2 separate regions of the Mus musculus genome follow, and region 2 is linked to region 1. A link is a contact called in public HiChIP or PLAC-seq data. All regions are on one chromosome and are shown on one strand. Each heading gives the region's core, a stretch centred on a gene start, on an enhancer-like site or on the middle of the called end of the contact. The rest is flanking DNA. Distances are from core to core; before and after follow the strand shown. Region 1 has its middle 11 kb from the start of 2310069B03Rik. Region 2 overlaps M1ap (meiosis 1 associated protein).

Region 1 (5,719 bases), core at 3,212-5,711:
TTTGTCAGGCATTATTCAGATGTCTTCACCAAAGTGCTTGAACCACTTTGAAATCCCTCTGGCAGAACAGATGTGTTAGTCCTTGCTGGAGCTCTGCCTTCTTGAGCTGTGTTCTGTTTGAACCAACGTCCCCTGTTGTTTCATCTCTTGAGGACATAGTTTTGGGACTTCCTTAGTAACATGAAGAACCAGGTTAGACTTACAAACTTGGCACTTACAAACTGGTGTCTCTCACCTCAGATCACCTCCTCCTTTTGATTCTCTTTGGGGAGGTCATTGCTTAGAATAGCCCTGGATGTTGAGCAACCAGGTGGCCAACTCTAAACGAGTCCTCAAAAATGACCCTGTGAATACAGGGGAAGTCGTTAGGCTTCACTGAAGACACCAGGCAAAGAAGATGGAGATATCTCCCAAGATGGAGCTAAGACAAAGTAGAGAGCATTTGGGGATGGAAACACTTTGAGCTGCAGTTGCTTCCTGCTAGAGAGGGGTGGGTCATTGGAAGGAAGCAGAAAGTAGCATTGAAGACTGGCTCTAGACTGCATAAAAATAATAGAAACAGTCTTTAGTTCAAATATAACCAAATTCTTTTAATGAAGATCACAGGGACTAGGGGAGGGAGTAGGCAAAGGGATTTCAGAGCAACAGTAGGTACTGTGTGAAAGAATCTAATTTAATTGCCAATCTCATGCAAAGTAGGAGAACCTGGGTATAGATCGAGAGATCTATCCAGTAAAAACATTTCAATGGGAGAAAGCCAGCAGAGGTTGTAGGCTGTAAACAAGAAAAAAACAGGTATAACTCATGTTTTGGAGCAGAGTGGCTAGGGCTGGAGCTGTCATGTAGCTATCCAGAAAGCTGACTGAACTACCCTTTCTCAGAGAGTAGTATCTGTCTTCTGTTCTTCCACCCAAGAAACAGACCTATCTGTAGATTTAAGCTCAAAAGTCCTTTCCTGGCCTCAGGCTGTTATATGCCTCCCCCAGATTCAGGAGTCTCTGACCATCCCTGGTTAGGTTTGCTGGCACAGAGCTCAAATATGAACATCTCACCATAATGTAGGTAATACAAAACCCATATAGGATGGTTCCATACACAGAAAACAAAGCTCAGACTCTACAAGAAGTCAACTGTTCACCGTGGGGGAAAGATGGATTGTGGGTGAAGAGGGAGATACCCCAAAAATACAAGGAGTGATTGAAGAGGAACAGTGACAGAAAGACTGTTGATAATGGTCACCCAGGAGAGAATTGAGCACAGGTTACAGTGACATCAATGGTAGATCCCTAGACATGTGGCAAACTGTGGGCAAGCATTAGTTTCTTAAAAGTGAGTGAGACCAGAAGAGAGGAAGAAGAAAGTCGTTAGGGAGAGGAGACAACTTTTTGTGGTGTTAGGGAAAATCAAGAGCTGCTTGGCTTTATGAAGGGATAGATCTATTACTTCTTCCTCCTCCTCCTCCTCTCTTCTTTCTGTTTCTCTTCCTCCTCCCCTCCCCCCTCTCTCTCCTCCTCCTCCTCCTCCTCCTCCTTCTTGTCTCCTGCTGCCCAAGCTAGCCTTGAACTCACTATGGTCCAGGATGATCTTGAATTTCTGCTCCTCCCCACTTTAACCTCTGGAGTGCTGAGATGACAGGCATGTGCTACCATGTCCAGTCTATGTGGAGTGCTGGAGATGGAATTCAGGACTTCATGCATGCTAGGCAGGCACCCTACATCCAGCCAAGATCTGGCTGCTTCCATTGCCAGTGGGAAGAGTTCAGGAGATAAGAACAGAGGGAAGGTGTGTGGGGTGTAGACAAAAAGGATAGTTGATAGATTAACAGTCTTGAGAACCTGGGTGTTAAAGGACATAGGAAGCATTCTTCTTAAACATGTTTTATTTATTCATTTATTTATTTATTTATTTATTTTTTAAAGACAGGGTTTCTGGGGAGGATGGGATAGGGGTTTTCAGAGGGAAAACTAGGAAAGGGGATAACATTTGAAATATAAATAAAGAAATAGTAATAATAATAATAAAGACAAGATTTCTCTGTGTAGTTCTGGCTGTTCTAGAGTTCACTCTGTAAACCAGGCTGGCCTTGAACTCACAGAGATCTTCCTGTCCCTGCCTCCCAAGTGCTGGGATTAAAGGCCTGTGCCACTTCTGCTCTGCCTATTTTTATCTTTTTGAAATAGGGTCTCATGTGACCTACACCAGCCTTAAAATTACTATGTAGCTGTCAAGGGCACTGAATCCAAATCTACCTTGAAGTGCAAACTGTATTAGTTTCCTTCATCCTGAACTTCCCTCCTCTGTACACCCCCCCCCACCCCACCCCATTTACCCCTCTCAAGGTCCTGGCTGGTTCCCCGCAGTTTGACTGCAGTGGGACACCACATCTCGCTCTCTCTCCTCTCTCTCCCTCTCCCTCTCCCTCTCCCTCTCCCTCTCCCTCTCCCTCTCCCTCTCCCTCTCCTTCTCCCTCTCCCTCTCCCCCCCCTGTCTGTCTGTGTGTCTGTGCGTGCCCTGGACCCAGTGACCCACAGCTTGCTCTCCCCATCCACCTGAATTAGGTCACTTCCTAACTCAGTCATTCCTAACATTTATTCTCTATGCTTGAGTTGAGCCAGAGAAAATTCAGTCAGACTGGCTGACTGGGGACAGATTGATGACTTCCTCCCTCAACAGGTTCTCAACACTGCTAGAAAAAAATCTTTATATTCTATATTCAGTTAGTACTTTTAAAAAAGACAGTGTCTTTATTCATTCGTTGAGAATTTCATACAATGACAATGTATTTTAATGATACCTACCTCTTCCACAACTCCTCCCTGACCAGTAAACACATTTCAGACATCTCATACCAACTGGCCAGGCCTTTTGAAGCCCTCTTCTCCTCCTCTGTGTGCCGCATCTCCATACTCCCCAGGTTCACGAAGAGTGGAGGGCGGGGATGAGTCCTGAATGGGTCATGAGCAAGGGCAGCGCATTCTGTGCTCAGAATATGAGGAGAAAGGGCACTGGGCAGTCCTTGCAATGAGACTGACATCACCTGCTTCAGGTCAAAGGAACTTAGCATCAGTATAGAAGAGATACCAGAAGCAAGTGGTAGTCCAGGCTGTGATTTCAACCTTAAGAAGAAGACCGTTCTAGGTACTTTGTGCATTTATGGAAGCCTGTGCAAACGAGAATCTCAGAATCAGTCTATGGGGTTAACCATGCCAGCCACCAAACAGTGGTGACTGCTCACGCGTGTTCATGGAATGCCCAGCAGGATCCCACGAGCCAAGTGTGGGGGCAATCGAGAAGTTTCTGACACTTCTGTGCCAACATCTCTCTCTCTTTCTCCTTTCAAGAATTCATTATTATTTTGTAAAATTGTGTGTGTTTGTGTGTGTCTTTCTTGCTGTGTGTGTGAGTGCAGTGTCCATGGAGGCCTGTAGAGGGCAGAAGACCCCTTGGAATGGGAGTTACAGGTGGTTGTGACCCTCCAGTTCTCCAGCCCAGTTTTTTGTTTGTTTTTCCTTTTAGTTAGTTTTGTTTTTGTTTTGATTTGATTTTGAGACAGAGTCTCACACTATAGCCCTGGCTAGTGTGGAACTCACTACATAGATCCCCCTATCCTCAAATTTCACAGAAATCTACCTATCTCTGCCTCCCGGGTGCTGGGGTTAAATGTATGTGCCATCACGCACAACCTTAGTTGGCCGTTAAGTCAGTCAAGTCGACAATCAAAAGTAATCATCATAAATGTCTTCTCAGGGTGGTGAGAGCAGGTCAGTCCTCATCAACATACAATCCATCAACAAGGCTGCAGCCCAAGCAAGAGGACACCAGACAGACACACAGCTTAGCAGGGGCTAGAGAGAGAGCTCCATGGTTCAACAGATGCCCGTGGAGAGGACCAGAGCTTACTTCCCAGAACCCACACGGCAGTTTATGGTTAGCCATCCATAAACTCCAGTTTCAGGGTATTTCAGGCCCTTTTCTGACCTCCATGGGTACCAGGCCCACACATAGACATACACGCATGCAGAACAGTCACACACATACAATAAAATAAATCTTAAAACAAAACACACAAAAAATTAAATGATAAAATACAAATATACACAAGCAGGTCATTAATGAAGCCCATTTTGTGTGTCTGTATGAGAGAGGGATATAGATGAAGAGAAAAGACAGAGAGAGAAGAGAGACAGACGGACATGCACACAGTCACAGAGAGACGGGGAGAGAGACAGAGTTTTTCCAAAGAGGATTAACTGGGGGAGAAAGCCCACCTTGAACAGAGTGATCCCTTCCCATGGGATGGGGCCCAGACTTTAAGGAAAAGGGGAAAAGAACCAATTGGGCACCAACAACCTTTCCCCTTTCTATTTCCTGCAGAAGGAAGTGGGTCAGGCCTATGCCACCTTAGGGGAAAACCCACTGCTATTATCCTGTAAAAGAAACGCAGCAGCAAAGTGGCAACACGCCCTCTGAGCAAATACTTTCTCCAGGAGGGCAACGAAAGGTCACATGCCTGGGAGCACACAAGTCTGAAGGATGCTTACGGCTCAGCCCCATGCGCAGTGTCTGGAGATTGAGCTGCTGAAGTGCCCCAGGATGCACAGAGAGCTCCAGGGTTGCAGCTATGGGGACAGGTCACCCATGTTGGGGTGGGCTTTCTGGTGATGCGGCTGCTTCTGAGTGATCCCTGCTCTTTATAAGTGACCCCCTCACCCACAGTCCTGATAGTAACTCCTGTAAAAACTTACTTTTTACCAAATTGGATGTTGCTACAGTCGTTACTTTGATCTGCCATGGCCTCCCTCTCTGGGGTGAATAGATGAGTGTCTTGGTGTCCTTCCATGAAAAGTCTGTCGTACAATAGGTAGGCAAGCACTTGGTCTGTAGGCAAGAACTACATCTCAAATCATCACCGCCCCACCCCCAGCTCCAATATTTCAGCAATCCAGATGTGCATAAGGTGCGCAAGTGCCCATGGAACAAAGAAGGCATTATGGTAGCGACTGATGGAGACAAACAAGGCTCTGGAAGGTTAGGGAAGCTGCAAAGTCGCCAAGGTATGTTGACAAGAGTGGTTTGGAAAAGCATCAGGCATGGAAGGAGTGGGTCTCAACAGAGAATCAGTAAAGCAAGCTTCCCTGGCCCACCCTCCTCTGCCAGCTGCTGGGAAGCCCTGGGCGTTGCAAGGACCAGAATGAAAGGCTAACTTTGACCTTTTCCTGGGAGATGCTGTCATTAGGGGGCACTAAGAAGAGCAGAAAACCACCCGCAACAACTTCAGTACTCCCCCCATCCCATGGCCTGGTCAGCACTGGGTGGACAGGGTACCTGTCTTTCAAGTAAAGCCCGGTCTTTGGCTCTATTAATAACTGAGCTTCCAGAGTCTCAATAACAGCGTTTGCTTCCAGAGCACTGATTCATGGGAACTGAGGAAAGCATGGGCTCGCCTGGATTGACCCTCCTGTGAGATGCTGATGAAAAGGGACACTGCGGGTCTTTGTATCTCTTTGTTAGTGGTAGGGTCAAATCCCAATGTGACCTGAGGTTTTGAGTCCTCCTCAGCAACCCACGAGCCCTGAAGGTGGTACCCAGATGAAAATGGTTCTTGGAATGTTCAGTTCCTAGTATCCATTTTATTTAACTGTATCTCCAGAACTGAAGCCAGGACTTCATACATGCCGAGCATGTAGAGTATCCTCCCCCTAAGCTACACTCTTAGCCT
Region 2 (5,887 bases), core at 1,037-3,536, 65 kb before region 1:
CTGTTCTGTGACCAAAATCTACAGACTTTTAGCAGTTCTTCTCTGGCTCAAGGGTCCCTGGCTGGCAAGCCTAGAGATTTGGAGTTCATTAACTTTTTGTGAGCCAGAAAGAAAAGAAGAGGAAATACTTTGGCCAGGCCAGACCACCAGTCTCAACAATTCCACAAATATTCATGTATATTTACATACCTACACATATACCTATATACATATGTATGTGCATACAGATAGACAAATAGACTTATACGTATATACATTTGGTGGATGGGGCTGAGCCCCAAGTGTCACACTTATTTTTTCTCTCTGTCTGCCTTATACCTTCTTAGACAAAAGTTCTTTATAAAATTACTTCATAGATAAAATGTTGCACAAAAGGGGAGTTACAAAAGGATGTCCATAGTGAGTTCAAAGCAGTATTTCATTCTATAAGCTCATTGCAAGTTAAAAGGACAGTTTCACATGGCCTTGCTTTACCATAGCGCATACCTATGATTTCATCCTTGGATCTGACTTAGAATGAATGTTTTTTCTTGATCACATATTTATTTCAAACCTGCTTTCTTATCTTATTGCAATTAACTCATGACACATGAAGCTTTACAGAGCTCTATTTGCAGCTTTATTCTATATATGGCTTGAAATCACTTATATAAATTTAGGAATTTTATAAGACCATTATCAGGAATTATGAAATCATCAATTTGTCTACACAGCATTATTATATGAAACTACATCTTCATATTGATTCTACAGGAAATCTGCCCAATAGGATGGGGCAATGTCCAGGATTCATTAGGTTTTATAACAGTGACAGGAAAGGCATATCAGCAGCAAGAAGCAATCCTGGGATAAAGTCTCTGGTGGCCTTGCATCTCAGAGCTCACCCATCGAAGGCCATGCAAAATGGAAGGTCATCTCCATAAAACTCATTTGCATGCCTTAGTCTTTCCTAGATGACTTCTGACAGGTTCCTGCCCTGACTTTTCTTCATGATGCACTGTGATCTGAATATGTAAGTCCAATAAACCCTTTCCTCTCTGTGAATGAGAGCTCCTGGAAAGAAGCTGTGTCTGACTAGGATTTTTGTATAGTGGAGAGACACAGTTAGCTAGTTCTAGCCCACTGGCACCATTCCTTGCCCACCTCTGTGTTAGAATCAATGTCTTATGACTGATATATTAAAACCTTTAGAATATATTAACTTAGCAGACCACATCTTGATCCAAAGACAGATAGGAGAAGACTCAGCATCCTCAGGTAGCTAGGAGGAGGGTTTCAAAGCCCACCCCCACAGTAACACACTTCTTTTAATAAGGCCAAACATCCTAATAGTGTCACTCCCTGAACCAACCATATTCAAACCACAACAGTGTTTATTATGGTAATAGAAAGGGAACTCAACAAATGAGTATTATTTCCATACTTTATAATACCAAAAGAGATGTTATATTTTCACTTTCAGTGAGGAGAAAACGAGTGGCTTCTAGTTAGATTTTACAGACTTAACCACCAACAAGTCTGTGAAGCGCCTTCCTTTGGTTATCTTAAAGACATCGTGCACGTACATCGATTTAACAATAAGGTTGACTCAGAGAAGGAGCTGCGTGGAATCACTGGAAGTCTTTGCCATCCCCATGATTTTGAACTATATCTAAGAGAGAGGGAAGCTTGAATTTCTTTGAGGAAGAGAGGAAGTAGACTATTGAAAGGGGGCTTTGTAAAGAGAATGGTCCTCAGCCCCTCCTTCTAAAACCTTACTGGTGTTTGACAGGAAGGGAGCTCATGTTTCACTGGAGTGGAGCCCAGGGAAAAATAGTCTCATGGTTTTTGCAGTTAGGAATTTCTGAGCAAAGAAATTAGGGCCTTGAGTTTTACCCCAGGACAAGTTTGATTGGATAACCAGACCGCTGAAGAGCTTTAGAAACTTCTTTAAGTGTTTACATTTCAAAGAGGGTGAAAGGCTCTAGCTGTTTGCACTTCAAAGAACTGCAAATGCTAAGACTTCTCTTCTCTCAATGAGAGGGATGGTTGCAGCCTATTTCAACCCTCAAATTTACAACTCAGAGGCTCCCTCTTGCAGCACAAACTCCCACATACACCTGATAACTTCTGGTTCATGTGGGCTAATCAGATATGAAGAACCAATGTGGTTTTTACTGTAAGAAATACCAACTGTGAGTTCTGCTATGGAAATCTCATTTGCTTTCAGGATACCAACAGTAGAGATAGACTTACCACAAATGGGAGGACACACTCATGCTGGTTCTGTACTGTGTATAAGCTGAACAGAGACATCCGGCTGGGGCCCATCAAACTGCAGGCTATCGAGAAGAAGTTCTGCAAGGCCTCACAGAGGTTGGGGCAGATGTCAACCCAGGAAGGTACGGCAATATTCACAATGAGAAGCCTCGGAGGTTGATGACTAATTTTCATGGCAGCGGAGGTCCCTCTACTAGTAGTTTTCCTTCGGTTCATGGCAGCCAAAGCAGTGTGGAACTGTGGCCACCACTTGAATAACCAATGTTTTATGAGCCTAAGGAAAGGAAAAAAAAATGACTGGCTTTCATAAAATTGGATCAGGTACTTGAAGCAAAGAATATATATTGAGGGGATAAAAATCCCTAAAAAGGATTCAATGTGGGCACCACATCAAACTTGGCAAGATCACCCCACATTGATCTTTGTGTTTGATTTTAGCGTAAGTATGAGAATGCTTAGAGATGCTTGTGGAACTAATAAAGAATAAAGCAGTTACACAGAAGTCAAACTTCAGGTTTGGTTGGTTGGTTTTACAAGGTCTCATGTTACCTAGGCTAGCCTAGGGTCCACTATGTAGCTGAGTATGATCTTGAACTCCTGATCCTTCTGCTTCCGTCTGCCAAGTGCAGGAATTATACATGAACATCAGTGTGCCTCAAACACAAGTTTTGGAATCTCTTATCTGCCCTCATAAGTTTTGTTACTGCTTATTGCCCTATATTTTAACTTGTTTCTATGTTTGTCTTTCTCACCATATTATAAGGCTTCCCACAGGGTCGGGTGTGGGATAACTCCATAGGATTTGCTACTCAGGGAGGCTCCCAAAATAATAAAGGTTCTTGCTACTTTTTCTTGGTTCCCCATTACAAGTAGTTGATAAAAGCCTATTGCTGCAGGCACCACACACCTAGAATAAAAGGTATTGAGAAACTGAGTTAGATGTTTCCTCCCTGATGGCTACCTCCCACAGTGCTGGAAGGTGCTGTGAAGGCTGTTGGGGGCTGGAGGCATCAACAGTTTTACGCAGCTGTGAACCCTAGGAACTATGATTCTAACCTGCCTGGCAAGATGTGCCCATTTGTGCAATAATGGCATGACTGTTATGGGGCAGGAGTAACCAACCACTTCTCAATTGGATTTCAGGCTGGCTCTATAGGAGGGAACCTATACCTACTACTGTAAACCTGGTCCAAAACATGACTGTAGAGTTCATGGGTACATTGCTGCTTAGATAAACTGACACACTATTAAACCACCTTCTAAATATCTATGTTTACACCCACAGGCTACTCTCAGCTTTAAATAAAGAAGCCAATCCTGGCAGTGAACAGAGGTGAATATGAAAACCATGCATAAGATACTAAGAATAAAGGATGGATGGTTAAGGGCTCAGCCCTAAATAAGACATCTACCCGATCCCTTTAAGTCTCTGAGGACACTCTGGGAGAGGAGGCAGAAAGGTGTAAAAGATGGAAGATATGGAGAAGGGCTGAAAAAGTACAGCATGGCCACAACAATCATGAAAGCAGATTGGCCCTCCTAATAGTCAGCTATGGAAGGGATAGGGTTCTACTGCTTATTATAATTGATTTGCAGAATCAATAGAATTAATAGAATCTGGGAGGATGGGAGGCATAGTCAGTATCCAGTTATACATGAACTGCTATGCTCTGGATCACACAGATGACCCTAGTTGAACTCAGTGGGACAATAAACAAAACAAAAACTAGTAAATATGGGTGGACAGGGGTGGGAGGAAATAAGAGCAGGTGATAGGGTGGAGAGTATTCCAAATGATATATATGTATATATATATATATATATATATATATATATATATATATATATATATATATGTGTGTGTGTGTGTGTGTGTGTGTGTGTGTGTGTATACACATGTACATATATACATATATATATATATGTATATATATCTGATTGTCAAAGAACCAATTTTGTTAATAAAAAAGGAGAAAAGTAAAATTATTTTTACCATAAACTTAGATGTAAAAATCCCAAATAAGACAAGAAATTAAAACTAGGAACATGTAAAATGAATAGCACATCATAGGCTGGAGGGATGGCTCAGCAGTTAAGAGCACTTGCTGCTCATCCAGAGGACCCAGGTTCAATTCCTAGCAGCTGTAATGGTAGCTCACAACTGTGTGTAACACCAGTCCCAGGAGCTCTGACATCCTCTTTTGGCCTCTGCAAGTATCAGAGTGGTATATGGACATACATTCAAGCATTAACACTCATACGCAGAAAGTAAAAATAACATATTATGACCATAAGTTGGGTTTATCTCAGAAGCATAATGTTAGCCAGGCATGGTGGCTTACACATACATCTCTAACCTTGGCATTTGGGAAGCTGTGACAGAAGAATTGTTTTAAGTTTGAGGTCAGCTTGGGTTACAGTGTAAAGAAAAACTTGTCTTTAAAAAGAGGAAAAGGGGCCTGGAGAGATGGTTCAGTGGTTAAGAACACTGGCTGCTCTTCCAGAGGTCCTGAGTTCAGTTCCCAGCAACCACATGGTGGCTCACAACCATCTGTAATGAGATCTGATGCCCTCTTCCAGTGTGTTTGGAGACAGCAATAGTGTACTCATATATATATAAAATAAATAAACAATTTTTTTAAAAAAAGAGGAACTAAAAAAAAGAAACCAGAAGCCGGGCATGGTGCACGCCTTTGATCCCAGCACTTGGGAGGCAGAGGCAGGCGAATTTCTGAGTTCGAGGCCAGCCTGGTCTACAGAATGAGTTCCAGGACAGCCAGGGATACACAGAGAAACCCTGTCTCGAAAAACCAAAAAAAAAAAAAGAAGAAAGAAAGAAAGAAAGAAAGAAAGAAAGAAAGAAAGAAAGAAAGAAAGAAAGAAAGAAAGAAACCAGAGAGTCTAAGTTCAATATAACATCAGAATTATAATTTATCACAGTAAAAGATTAAATGAGAAAATTATATAATCCTCTATAGATTTTTTTTAATCTAATGTCCATACATGACAAAGTCCCTTAGTAACTTGGGAAAGAATAATTTGGTTAAAATACGTTAGTATAAACTTGGAGCAGCACGGCATTGTGGCTCAATATGAGTTGTGAGGCTGAGGCAGGAAGATGGAAGCCAGCCTGGGCTATGTTGTGAGCTTCAGAACAGACTGATCTAACATTGATTCAATTCCTCTCCCCCTGCCCCCAACCAAAAAAAGTCTAGAGTAACCTAGGCCTAATGGCTTACTCTTGTAGTCACGAGGCAGAGGCAGGGGGATCTCATGTTTGGGACCAACTTGGGTTTTATAGTGAGTTCTGTGTTAGTCTTCTGGTATAGAATGAGAACCTGCATAATAAAAGCAATGACTACCAAAACAAAAACCCTGGAGAGAACGCTATCTATTTTTTTTTTAGATTGAAGGTTGAACCTGGGACCTTACACATACCACACAGTAACTTTAATGTCTTCTACCACTAAGCCACATCTCCAGCAACAAACTCATTCTTTTTTTTTTTCCAAGTCTTGATTTTTATTACTTAAAATAGTTGCATATCTATTTTGCTTTCTGACTCTGTGCTTGTGCCTTCAGCACTTTCACAACGATTTTCTACTCCTCAATAGGAAAGCCTGCTTGA

Evidence for each region. HiChIP or PLAC-seq counts read pairs in DNA pulled down with a chosen protein or histone mark.
Region 2: a BATF HiChIP or PLAC-seq map of CD8 T cells shows a contact between it and region 1, with 6 read pairs. The contact joins two enhancer-like sites. A contact is called at or near these places in 3 of 39 promoter capture datasets (the SN4741 cell line, hematopoietic stem and progenitor cells and neutrophils), 2 of 15 datasets of contacts at CTCF or cohesin (CD8 T cells and the NIH/3T3 cell line), 2 of 115 datasets of contacts at active chromatin or transcription factors (CD8 T cells and embryonic stem cells) and 2 of 9 other capture datasets (adipose tissue and macrophages).

The regions. Positions count from the first base shown.
Region 1 is chr6:82,890,458-82,896,176 of GRCm38.p6, reverse strand. No RefSeq gene overlaps it. Among named protein-coding and RNA genes, the nearest start is that of 2310069B03Rik, 11 kb to the right of the region's middle. Within about 2 kb of position 4,461, at least 31 of the 459 cell types and tissues checked have an H3K27ac peak or open chromatin away from gene starts, as enhancers often do. A contact at or near this core is called in CD8 T cells, where this site is marked.
Region 2 is chr6:82,953,055-82,958,941 of GRCm38.p6, reverse strand. M1ap (meiosis 1 associated protein) reads right to left here. Exons shown (of 10, transcript NM_033079.2): 2 at 2,236-2,533. The coding sequence starts at 2,475. It also overlaps the pseudogene Gm19287. Among named protein-coding and RNA genes, the nearest start is that of M1ap, 9.1 kb to the right of the region's middle. Within about 2 kb of position 2,286, at least 31 of the 459 cell types and tissues checked have an H3K27ac peak or open chromatin away from gene starts, as enhancers often do. A contact at or near this core is called in CD8 T cells, where this site is marked.